2 separate regions of the Callithrix jacchus genome follow, and region 1 is linked to region 2. A link is a contact called in public Hi-C data. All regions are on one chromosome and are shown on one strand. Each heading gives the region's core, a stretch centred on a gene start, on an enhancer-like site or on the middle of the called end of the contact. The rest is flanking DNA. Distances are from core to core; before and after follow the strand shown.

Evidence for each region. A called contact is a pair of places that touch in the nucleus more often than the background predicts.
Region 1: a contact with region 2 is called in a Hi-C map of skeletal muscle, with 2.8 times the contacts expected there. The contact joins two enhancer-like sites. A contact is called at or near these places in 2 of 3 Hi-C or Micro-C datasets (induced pluripotent stem cells and skeletal muscle).

Annotation. Positions count from the first base shown.
Region 1 is chr19:50,606,737-50,611,806 of calJac240_pri, reverse strand. No RefSeq gene overlaps it. Among named protein-coding and RNA genes, the nearest start is that of IRF2BP2, 13 kb to the left of the region's middle. Within about 2 kb of position 3,141, at least 3 of the 16 cell types and tissues checked have an H3K27ac peak or open chromatin away from gene starts, as enhancers often do. A contact at or near this core is called in skeletal muscle, where this site is marked.
Region 2 is chr19:50,152,034-50,156,715 of calJac240_pri, reverse strand. No RefSeq gene overlaps it. Among named protein-coding and RNA genes, the nearest start is that of TOMM20, 50 kb to the right of the region's middle. Within about 2 kb of position 2,350, at least 12 of the 16 cell types and tissues checked have an H3K27ac peak or open chromatin away from gene starts, as enhancers often do. A contact at or near this core is called in skeletal muscle, where this site is marked.

The sequences.
Region 1 (5,070 bases), core at 1,892-4,391, 450 kb before region 2:
AGACCTTCATCCACAAGCTTAGCTAGCTTGATTTTCCATGCGGCCAGGACGCCTGCTGAAAGTTTCAGCACTCCTCAGAAAAGCACACGACATACCCTTGGGCTGAATGAGTAAGAACTTTCTAGAGAGTCGAAGACTGGTGAAAGTCCAGCTGGAAAAACATATGGCAGCAGAGGCAGAAAGAGTGCTTGATGACCGGGAGCTTTCTAAAAAAATGTCTGAAGGCTCAAGGAAGCCATTACAACCTAAGATCTTACTAAGCATGATGGATGTTCTTACTTCTAGGATTGCCTCCAATTTACCTGGACCACAGCCAGCGCTGCATCCTCAGGCACCCCACGGGACGGTACATACAGAAGAACAGTATCACACCGTATCCTATGACTAAGGCCAGGATTTCATGCCTCCACCCACCCCCCGCCCCACCACCTCCTTAAAGTGGGGGAAGTTGGGGGAAGAGTTGACTCTTCTTGGAGCATGTGAGATGGTAGCTTGCTGTGTTGTCCTGAAGGAAAACAAAGTTTGTAAATCACTGTAGACAGTTTTGTTTTTTTTTTTAATAATAGATGCGTTGGGAGGGAAAATGACTGTGGTAAATTCCATTCTCAACCACACATTCACTCAGAGCATTCTTGAGCCACACAGTGACAGACGGCGCTCAAGGAGGAAGACTGACAGTCTGAGTTGCATGCAGACTACAGAACCATTTGGAGGTGATAGGTACAGAAAAAATGCACAGTGTTGAGGTTTTATATCAGTCCTTCCCTGCCCAATGTCATTTCCAAAGTAATGGAAAGGAATATTTTATTTTTTCATGTTAACTCTTCATTATAATCATCTTTTATTGCAGTGACCATTTGTATCTGTTACTGAGAACAGGTATAACTAGCTTTAAGAACGTTCTGCATGGAAGGATGTATTCCTTAAAAGAAATCAATTAAGAGGTGATTATTCACAATTACAAAAGGACCCTTTATAAAGTCTATAATTTACCACAGGATTAAAGAAAAGTACAGTTGACCTTTGAACAGCACAGATTTGAATGCCACAGGTACACATATAAATTGATTTTCTCCCACCTCTGCCACCCCCAAGACAGCAAGACCAACCTCTCCTCTTCCTCCTCCTCCTCAGCCTTCTCAACATGAAGACAAAGAGAATGAAGACCTTTATCATGACCCACTTCCACTTAATCAATAGCAAATATATTTTATTCTTTCTTTCTTTCTTTTTTTTTTGAGACAGTCTCACTCTGTTGCCCAGGCACAGTCTCAGCTCACTGCAACAACCTCCACCTCCCAGGTTCAAGCAATTCTCCTGCCTCAGCCTCCCGAATGGCTGGGACTACTTGGAATTAGCCAGGCACCCACCACCATGCCTGGATAATTTTTGTATATTTAGTAGAGACGGGGTTTCACCATGTTGGCCAGGCTGCTCTCAAACTCCTGACCTCAAGTCATCTGCCCTCCTCGGCCTCCCAAAGTGCTGGGAGTACAGGTGTGAGCCACCACGCCCAGTCCCTCTTCCTTAAAATTTTCTTAATAACATTTTCTTTTCTCTAGGTTACTTCTTCCGTAAGAATACAGTATATAATAAGGCACATACAAAAAATGCATTCATGGACTGTTTATGTTACTTGTAAGACTACTGGTCAACAGGTAGACTATTAGTAATTAAGTTTTTGGGGAGTCAAAAGTTAAACTCAGATTTTTGAATTCATGGCGATTGGTACCCCGACCTCCATGTTGGAGTTTTAAAAAATGTAATCAACGTAGACTTTTTTTTTTTTTGAGACGGAGTTTCGCTCTTGTTACCCAGGCTGGAGTGCAATGGCGCGATCTCGGCTCACCGCAACCTCCGCCTCCTGGGTTCAGGCAATTCTCCTGCCTCAGCCTCCTGAGTAACTGGGATTACAGGCACGCACCACCATGCCCAGCTAATTTTTTGTATTTTTAGTAGAGACGGGGTTTCACCATGTTGACCAGGATGGTCTCGATCTCTTGACCTCGTGATTCACCCGCCTCAGCCTCCCAAAGTGCTGGGATTACAGGCGTGAGCCACCGCGCCCGGCCCCAACGTAGACTTTTAAAGGTCCAGGCAGGTTGTTCTGGAGAGGCGAGCACGCGGACCTCTTTTCATAGATGCCTCAGCGGTGGCACCTGGAATGCAGTCACTGCCGACACCACTGTACTTCTTCGACAGACAATACTACCTCCCTTTCAGCTCCTCTGACGGATGTTTCACCACTATTTTACTTACGCTGTAGTGACAGTAGAAGCAGCAATTACTATAGTCACAAAAATCAGGGCCTACCTTTATTACCCAATCATTATGACAATTATCACTCCAGTTTTTCCTTTGTCCACGCACACACATTTCCAAGGTATGCATTTTCATTAACAGACAGAGAAGGGCCTATAGGTCAGTTGCACACACTCCGTGCTGATAAAGAAATGTCATTACCTTTCGATTTTTTTAAAAAAGCAAATTACAGTCCTCTATTCCTGGATCGTGTTTTTCCTCTTGGGTACGCAAATGTTTTTTGTTCAGCACACACTTTGCACCTGTGAGCCACAGCCAGTGCTGTGAATCTAAGACTGCCTGGCCCTAATGAGGAAAGGCTTTGAAACTCGGCATTTTCTAAATGTTCAGAGACAGAAAACAAAGTCACCTCTTCTTAAGAAAAACTTTTCTCTTTAGGGGGTTCCAGGGATGTTGAGATAGATCTGGGCCAGAGACTGGCCAGATGTTTGTTCTTTTGAATGGTGTCCCCACTTCCCCTTTCTGGGGACCTCAGCCGACTTCTTTTGCACTTCCTGGCTCTGTTTCACACAATGCTCAGAGCTTCAAATCCCCCTGCTCTGCAGTTACTTGAGGTTTAAGCTGTGGGAAAGTAACTCAGGCTGTGTGGCGGGTGCCAGCGCTGCTTCTGTTGCTGCCTGCTATGTCAACACACCACTTCTGTGCTTCCCTTGCCTCTGTAAATTGATACAACAACAGCAACAACAAAGCCCACTGCCAAGCCAGTATGAGATTTACGAATATGTCCAGAGACCACTCGGTATCAGTATCAGCCAGCAGATAAAGCGCAGGGCTTAGAGTCAGAGAGCCTGAGTTCTTATTCCAGCTCTACCACCTTCTTCAGTGATCCTAAGCAAGTGACCTAACCCTTCTGTGTCTCAATTTCCCTATCTGCGAAAAATGGGTCTAAAAATAGTACTCACTGCAGAGGTTGATGGGAGGATTAAATGATGTGCAAGATGCCTTGAACAGTGCATGGTTCATGGCAAGCCCTCGATTCACATTGGCTTTCATGTTAGGTTCGTTCCAGACTATGCTAAAGCAGGCGCTTCTAAAACCAACCAGTTCTGCTGCTGCTCATGGCCGGACTTCAGGATCCTTAGGAATGACCTCTGCTGCCTAGCAGTCCTCCACATCCACCACTCCATGGAAGTAGCTATCATCAGAACTGCCAGCGACTTCCGTGTGACCATCGCCAAGAGGCTCTTAGTGCTCCAATCCCTTCTGAGTCATCTGCCACTTTAGATATCACTCCTTGGCATCTTTTCCCCACTTTGACTCTTAAAGAAATATCCCGTACCTACTGAACTTCTTTCCCTATGTATTTATTTGATGTCTTTGTTCTCTGCCTCCCCACAGCTCCACACCCCTACTCCACATTAGAAGTGTCAGTACTTGGCACGTAGTAGATGCTCAGTAAATGCCTGTGGACTGACTTGAACTGCGTTATTGAAGTAGTTCCTTAACTCTCTCCCTTTGTATCATTTTCTTGATATTTGAGCCCTTGCTGCTCTGCCTGGAAGCTCTGCTATGATAAGCAAACCCTTAAACGTCTTCTGACTTACAGTTCGTCTTATTCCTCCTTTTGAGCCTTAAAATTAATTTTATTTTATTTATATGTATTTTTTGAGACAAGATCCCACTCTGTGGCCCAGGCTAGAATGCAGTGGTGCAATCATGGCTCCCTGCAGCTTTGACCTCCCAGGCTAAGGTGATCCTCCTACCTCAGCCTCCCTGAGAAGCTGGGACTAGAGGTGTGCACCAATGCACCTAGCTGACTTTTTGTATGTTTTGTAAAGACAGGAGTTTGTCATGTTGCCCAGGCTGGTCTCGAACTCCTGGAGTCAAGAGATCTACCCACCTCAGCCTTCCAAAGTTCTGGGATTACAGGCATGAGCCACCACATACAGACTGAAATTCTTTATAATTAAATTAACCTGTTTCAAGTTTCCAATTTGGGGATGGAGGTATGTTTTTTAAGGTCTAAATTTCACTTTATACAGGAAACAAAAATTAGGTCCCACCATGCATCAGAACTACATACTGTTTGTTATCCTAAAAATAACTCCTCTTGAGGTGTATAAGATGCAGGTTAACAAGGGAATCATATTCTCTGAGGGGCAGAACCTAACATTTTAATATGCATTTTTAAAATAAAATTAATGTCTTGGATGTGGTGGCACATGCCTGTAGTCCCAGCTTCTCAGGAGGCCAAGGTAGGAGGATCACCTGAGCCCAGGAGTTTGAGGCTGCAGTGAACTATGATGGCACCTCTGCACTCTATCCTGGGCAACAGAACAAGATGCTCTCTCTAAGAAAATAAAAAATACATAAAAATAAAATTAATCTCTTAAAGACAGTGAGGTATGATAACTGCTGGTTTGATTTTGCCCCGAATCCCCTTGACAGAACATCTCAGCTCAGGACCACTTCAGCTGAAGAAAGGTTTGACCTGTGAAAATCAAGGACAATTAAAATATTAGCTTATAACATTTTTTAAAAAAGCAGATTTCCCTTTACATGAACACACATACACACACTCTCTCTTTCTGAAATCAATGATACATAATTTTTAATTATTACACATTGGATTGTTCCAACTATCACGCGATCTTGTAATGATCAGGGCTAACTTCTCTGTTACATGTAGTAGGGACCATGATACTTTTAGGGGTTCATGAAAATGTTTGATTTTAATTTATTTCAAAATCAGGGTCAGGTAGATGCAGTGGCTCACACATGTAATCCCAGCACTTTGGGAGGCCGAGA
Region 2 (4,682 bases), core at 1,101-3,600:
GATCACCTGAAGTCAGGAGTTTGAGATCAGCCTGACCAATAGGTGAAACCCCGTCACTACTAAAAATACAAAAATTAGCCAGGTGTGGTGGCGCGTGCCTGTAATCCCAGCTACTCAGGAGGTTGAGGCAGGAGAATTGCTGAACCCAGGAGGCACAGTTTGCAGTGAGCCGAGATGGTACCACAGCCTGGGCGACAGAGCAAGACTCCATCTCAAAAATAAAATGAAATTAAATGAAATTAAAAAGTTGTTCCTCCTCTCACCCTCCCCTCCAGCCAATCTCTGTCCCATTATGCATTTTTATTGTCCTTATGGCATGTCACTCTCTGAAATGATTGCTCCTTAATTTTATGTGTGACTGTCTCCCACGAGCACCATAAAGTCAGGACCACATCCCCTGCAGGTACCACGGAACAGAACAATTCCTGGGCCAGAACAGGCCCCCTCCAAGACTCCAGCAACTTCAAGCAAGCTGAGTAGGAGAGAGCGCCAATATCTCCTGAGTTGCCAATGGCCAGTTTCAACACCTCGGACAGCGGAACCCACGGACAAGCTCCTGCCATGGCATCTGTGGCCTCCAGTGATCAGCGAGAAGCCCTGGGCCTCTCCCACTTCTGGCCTCCTTCTCTGCTGGGGCTGCCCCACTTTCCACAGGAGTTGGTGACAGGGCATGAGATGGCCCCGGCGCTCCATGCCCAGAGCCCCGGGCAGGAGAGAACCTTCTCCCTCTCTTGGCCTCACACCAGGACCAGCAGGCTTTTCAATTTCCCCATCTGCAAGACAGGGACAAAGAATGCTTTGTCACCCCACCTACTTCTCACGGGTGTTATGAAACCACTGTTTGCTTGGAAAACACTTTGAGCAACTTGGGGAAAGGTGCCTGTGGCTCAGATGACGCCTGCTGCCTTCCATCCAGGCCAAGGAAGGGCTGCGCCAACTAGTCATCCGGGGAGTGCCGCACCCACCAGAGGGGCAGGAGGCACAGTGGCTTCTCCCGTGTCTCCGAGCCTGTGTCACCAAGCCCAGTGGCTGTGTAGTGATCTCACAATCTGCCCACATGCTGTGCACATTCCTAGCGCTGCCTGAGCCACTGGTTTAGGCAGAATCTGTGCTCTCTATGGGCCTGGGTGGCCTGCAAACATCCAGCCTGCCCTTCACCAGGAAGGAGAGTCGAGGGTCACCTGGGATAACCTACCTGAGCTCCTGCCATGCAGGGCAGGGCTGAGGTCTAGCTGCCAGTATCCTAGGCAGGGAGCTGGGAACAAAGGCAAGTGGTCTTGGCATCTCAGCCCGGGGAGGGCAGATCATAACCTGCAGGCAGGCAGGTGCCCCCTAAGCCAAGAGCAGTGGCAGCAGCTGCCTTGTTACTATGACAACCATACTTGGCCACCACCGCTCTGTCCCCAAGAGGGGCCAACTCCCGCCCTCACCCTGCAGGGTCGCCCAGGGCTGCCCAAGGTTGAGAATGGAGGAGGACCAAGGTGAAGGCAGGCCGGGGGCCGACAGGCACACCTGCCCTTTGGTCAATAGCTCAATCTTAGCTTCGGACTGGACATTGGACTCAAAGGCAGGACCAGTCTCTCCTCTCTCTCTGCAACATCCACCCCAGGCTGCTGCTTCAAGATAAACCCCTCTCCCTACAGGTGATTTCAGCCAGGCCTTTAGCAGACAGTGAGCAGCAGACAGCATGCATGTTTAATTATAACTCTCGAGCACAGGCAAGGCTGGCTATATACAGTATGTCTGCCTGTTACTAATTATATTTACTTTCAAATGAAAGGGGGGGAAATCTTCTAAAGATGAGTCAGAAAAAAAAAGTCCTTCGTTGTTATGAAAGCCGAGGAACGTCTCCTGAGGGCGTCTGGAGCAGCGCTGTCACCGCTGACAATGGAAACCCTGAGTGCCAAGCCAGCCCACCCTGTAAACAGTGCATGCTGGCTTTCCTGGCCCAGCGTCCCTTCAAGCCAGAGCCTGAACTGCATACCAAAGCACAGTCAATAGGAAAGGCATCTCCCTCCCGGACAGAGCTGGCATTTAGAGCCTGGGCTGGCTCTTCCTGCAAAGACAGGGCGACTCAGAGATGTGCTGTCACCTTAATTGGGAGGCAGCGTTCCAGTTGAAACACAGCAAAGGTTTTTCCCTCATCAAAGGAGAAGCATTCTGACCAGATGGCTGAAATGAAAAGGCTTCATCCTCAGCCTCCACACAGCCAACGGTTTATTAATAACAACACTGCGAATGCCACAAATCACATGTGAACACCTAGAAACCCAAAATAGTCACCCACACGCAGAGCAGAAGTCGTCCGCGCTTTGGCGGCGATTAGGTCATGGTACTAATTTCAGCTGGACTCGGCCTCACACACACATGTGGACTCACATCCGTGTCTGTGTGCGTGTTTGAGGTCCGCAAGGGCGAGGGGCCCGCAGTTGTTTGAGGGGAGCCAGTCCCCAGGCCCCACTCCGACATCAGCTGCCTCCTCTGATAAGACTGCGTGGGCAGCCCTGCCTCCTCTTCACACAGACACCGGGAGCAAGGGAACAGCCCAACCAGGGTGACACACCCGCCCAGGAGACCATGCACACTCACACTCTTCAGAGCGGGTTTTCCAATCATTTTTCAAACAGTCACACTTGTTTGCTTCCTTCCAGGAAGGCTGCTCTGTTTTGGAAAAGTAGGGGGAGGACATTTTTTTAAATGAGTTCATTTCCTGAGTCTTCAAAATCCTTCCCCATAGACAGAGTATTGGGAAGCTGTGGCCAGAGGATAGGCAGTCTCAGGTGGGCAGCACCCGGGGCATGAGGACCAGAGTGTGTCCCCCCCACGCACGCCCTTCGCAAGCCATCTGCAGGGGAACTGGCATTGGCAACAAGACAGCGACCAAGGACCCGGGAGAGTGTCCCTTCCCAAAACCCCATCCCGCTTCCTACCACCCTCCAAGAAAATGTTTTCTAAAGCCAGTTTGGAATTCAGAATGGGTTTTTCTGTTTGTCCAGGCAAGGTTGAATTATGAGATCACGTTATCCAAAAGAGAAGAGAAAAAGTAGATCTGGGAGACTGGTCACTAAAGATTTTATGAGGAAAGAATTAGGAGGGCAGCCAACATGAGCCTAAGTGCTTTTGCTCAGGCATTCTTTTACCTGTTACTCATGGTCACCCTATGAAGCAAATGGTGGCACGTCTATTTCACAGGTAAGGCCCAGAGAGGTGAGGCAGCAATCCCAGGGGCCCTCTACCCATTCCCACAGGCTAAGTCAGCCTCCCTGCTGACTTAGCAATCTGACCATTCCTTTGTGGCTGCAGTGATCAATGTAAGCAAAAGTCATTTGCAGGGTGAGTTGGCCTGTGTCGGTCACTCTCCATAAGAATGAAAAGTCCATGAAGACAGGGACTTGTCTTGTTCACCAAGGTACCCAGCACTGGGCACAGCGCCCTGAGCACAGTAGCTCTGAAGTATGTATTTACTGAAGAGAAGAAAGAAAAGAAAAGAAAAGAAAAGAAAAGAAAAGAAAAGAAAAGAAAAGAAAAGAAAAGAAGGAAGGAAGGAAGGAAGGAAGGAAAGAAAGAAAGAAAGAAAGAAAGAAAGAAAGAAGGAGAAAAGCCAGGTGTGGTGGCTCATACCTGTAATCCCAGCATTTGGGGAGGTGGAGGCAGGTGGATCACTTGAGGTCAGGAGTTCTAAACCAGCCTAGCCAACATGGCAAAACCCCATCTCTACAAAAAAAAAAAAAAAAAAAAAAAGCCAAGAGTGGTAGCTGGTGCCTGCAATCTCAGCTACTCAGGAGGATGAGGGAGAGAATTGCTTGAACCCAGGAGGCAGAGGTTGCAGTGAGCTGAGATCGGGCCACTGTACTCCAGCTTGGGCAACAGAACAAAACTCCATCTCAAAAAAAAAAACAAAAAAAGGCCAGGCACGGTGGCTCACGCCTATAATCCCAGCACTTTGGGAGGCCGAGGCGGGTAGATCACGAGGTCAAGAGATCAAGACCATCCTGGTCAATAAGGTAAAACCCCGTCTCTATTAAAAATACAAAAAAAAATTAACTGGGCATGGTGGTGCATGCCTGTAGTCCCAGCTACTCGGGAGGCTGAGGCAGGAGAATTGCTTGAACCTAGGAGGCGGAGGTTGTGGTGAGGTGAGATCGTGCGATTGCACTCCAGCCTGGGTAACAACAGTGTCCATCTCAAAAAAAAAAAAAAAGAAAAGAAAAAGGCCAGGCGGGGTGGCTCACACCTGTAATCCCAACACTTTGGGAGGCAAGGGAAGGTGGATCACTTGAGGTCAGCAGTTTGAGACCAGCCTGGCCAACGTGGCGAAACCCCATCTCTACTAAAAACAGTAAAAACAAACAAACAAATAAATAAATAAAATCCAGGTGTGGTGGCAGGCACCTATAATCCCAGCTACCTGGGAGGCTGAGGCAGGAGAATCACTTGAACCAGGGAGGCAGAGGTTGCAGTGAGCCAAGATTGTGTCACCACACTCCAGCCTGGGCAAGAAATTCAGACTCCATCTAAAAACAAAACAAGACAAAATAGAACAACAACAACAAAAAACTTTTGTTCTGAAGCAAGAAAGAAGGCCCGAAAGAGAAACATGTCAACTCTGAGCATACCAGCAGAACCCAACATGGGCCATTTCAAAACCAGCGCCACAAACCCTTCGAATTCACGAAACATGG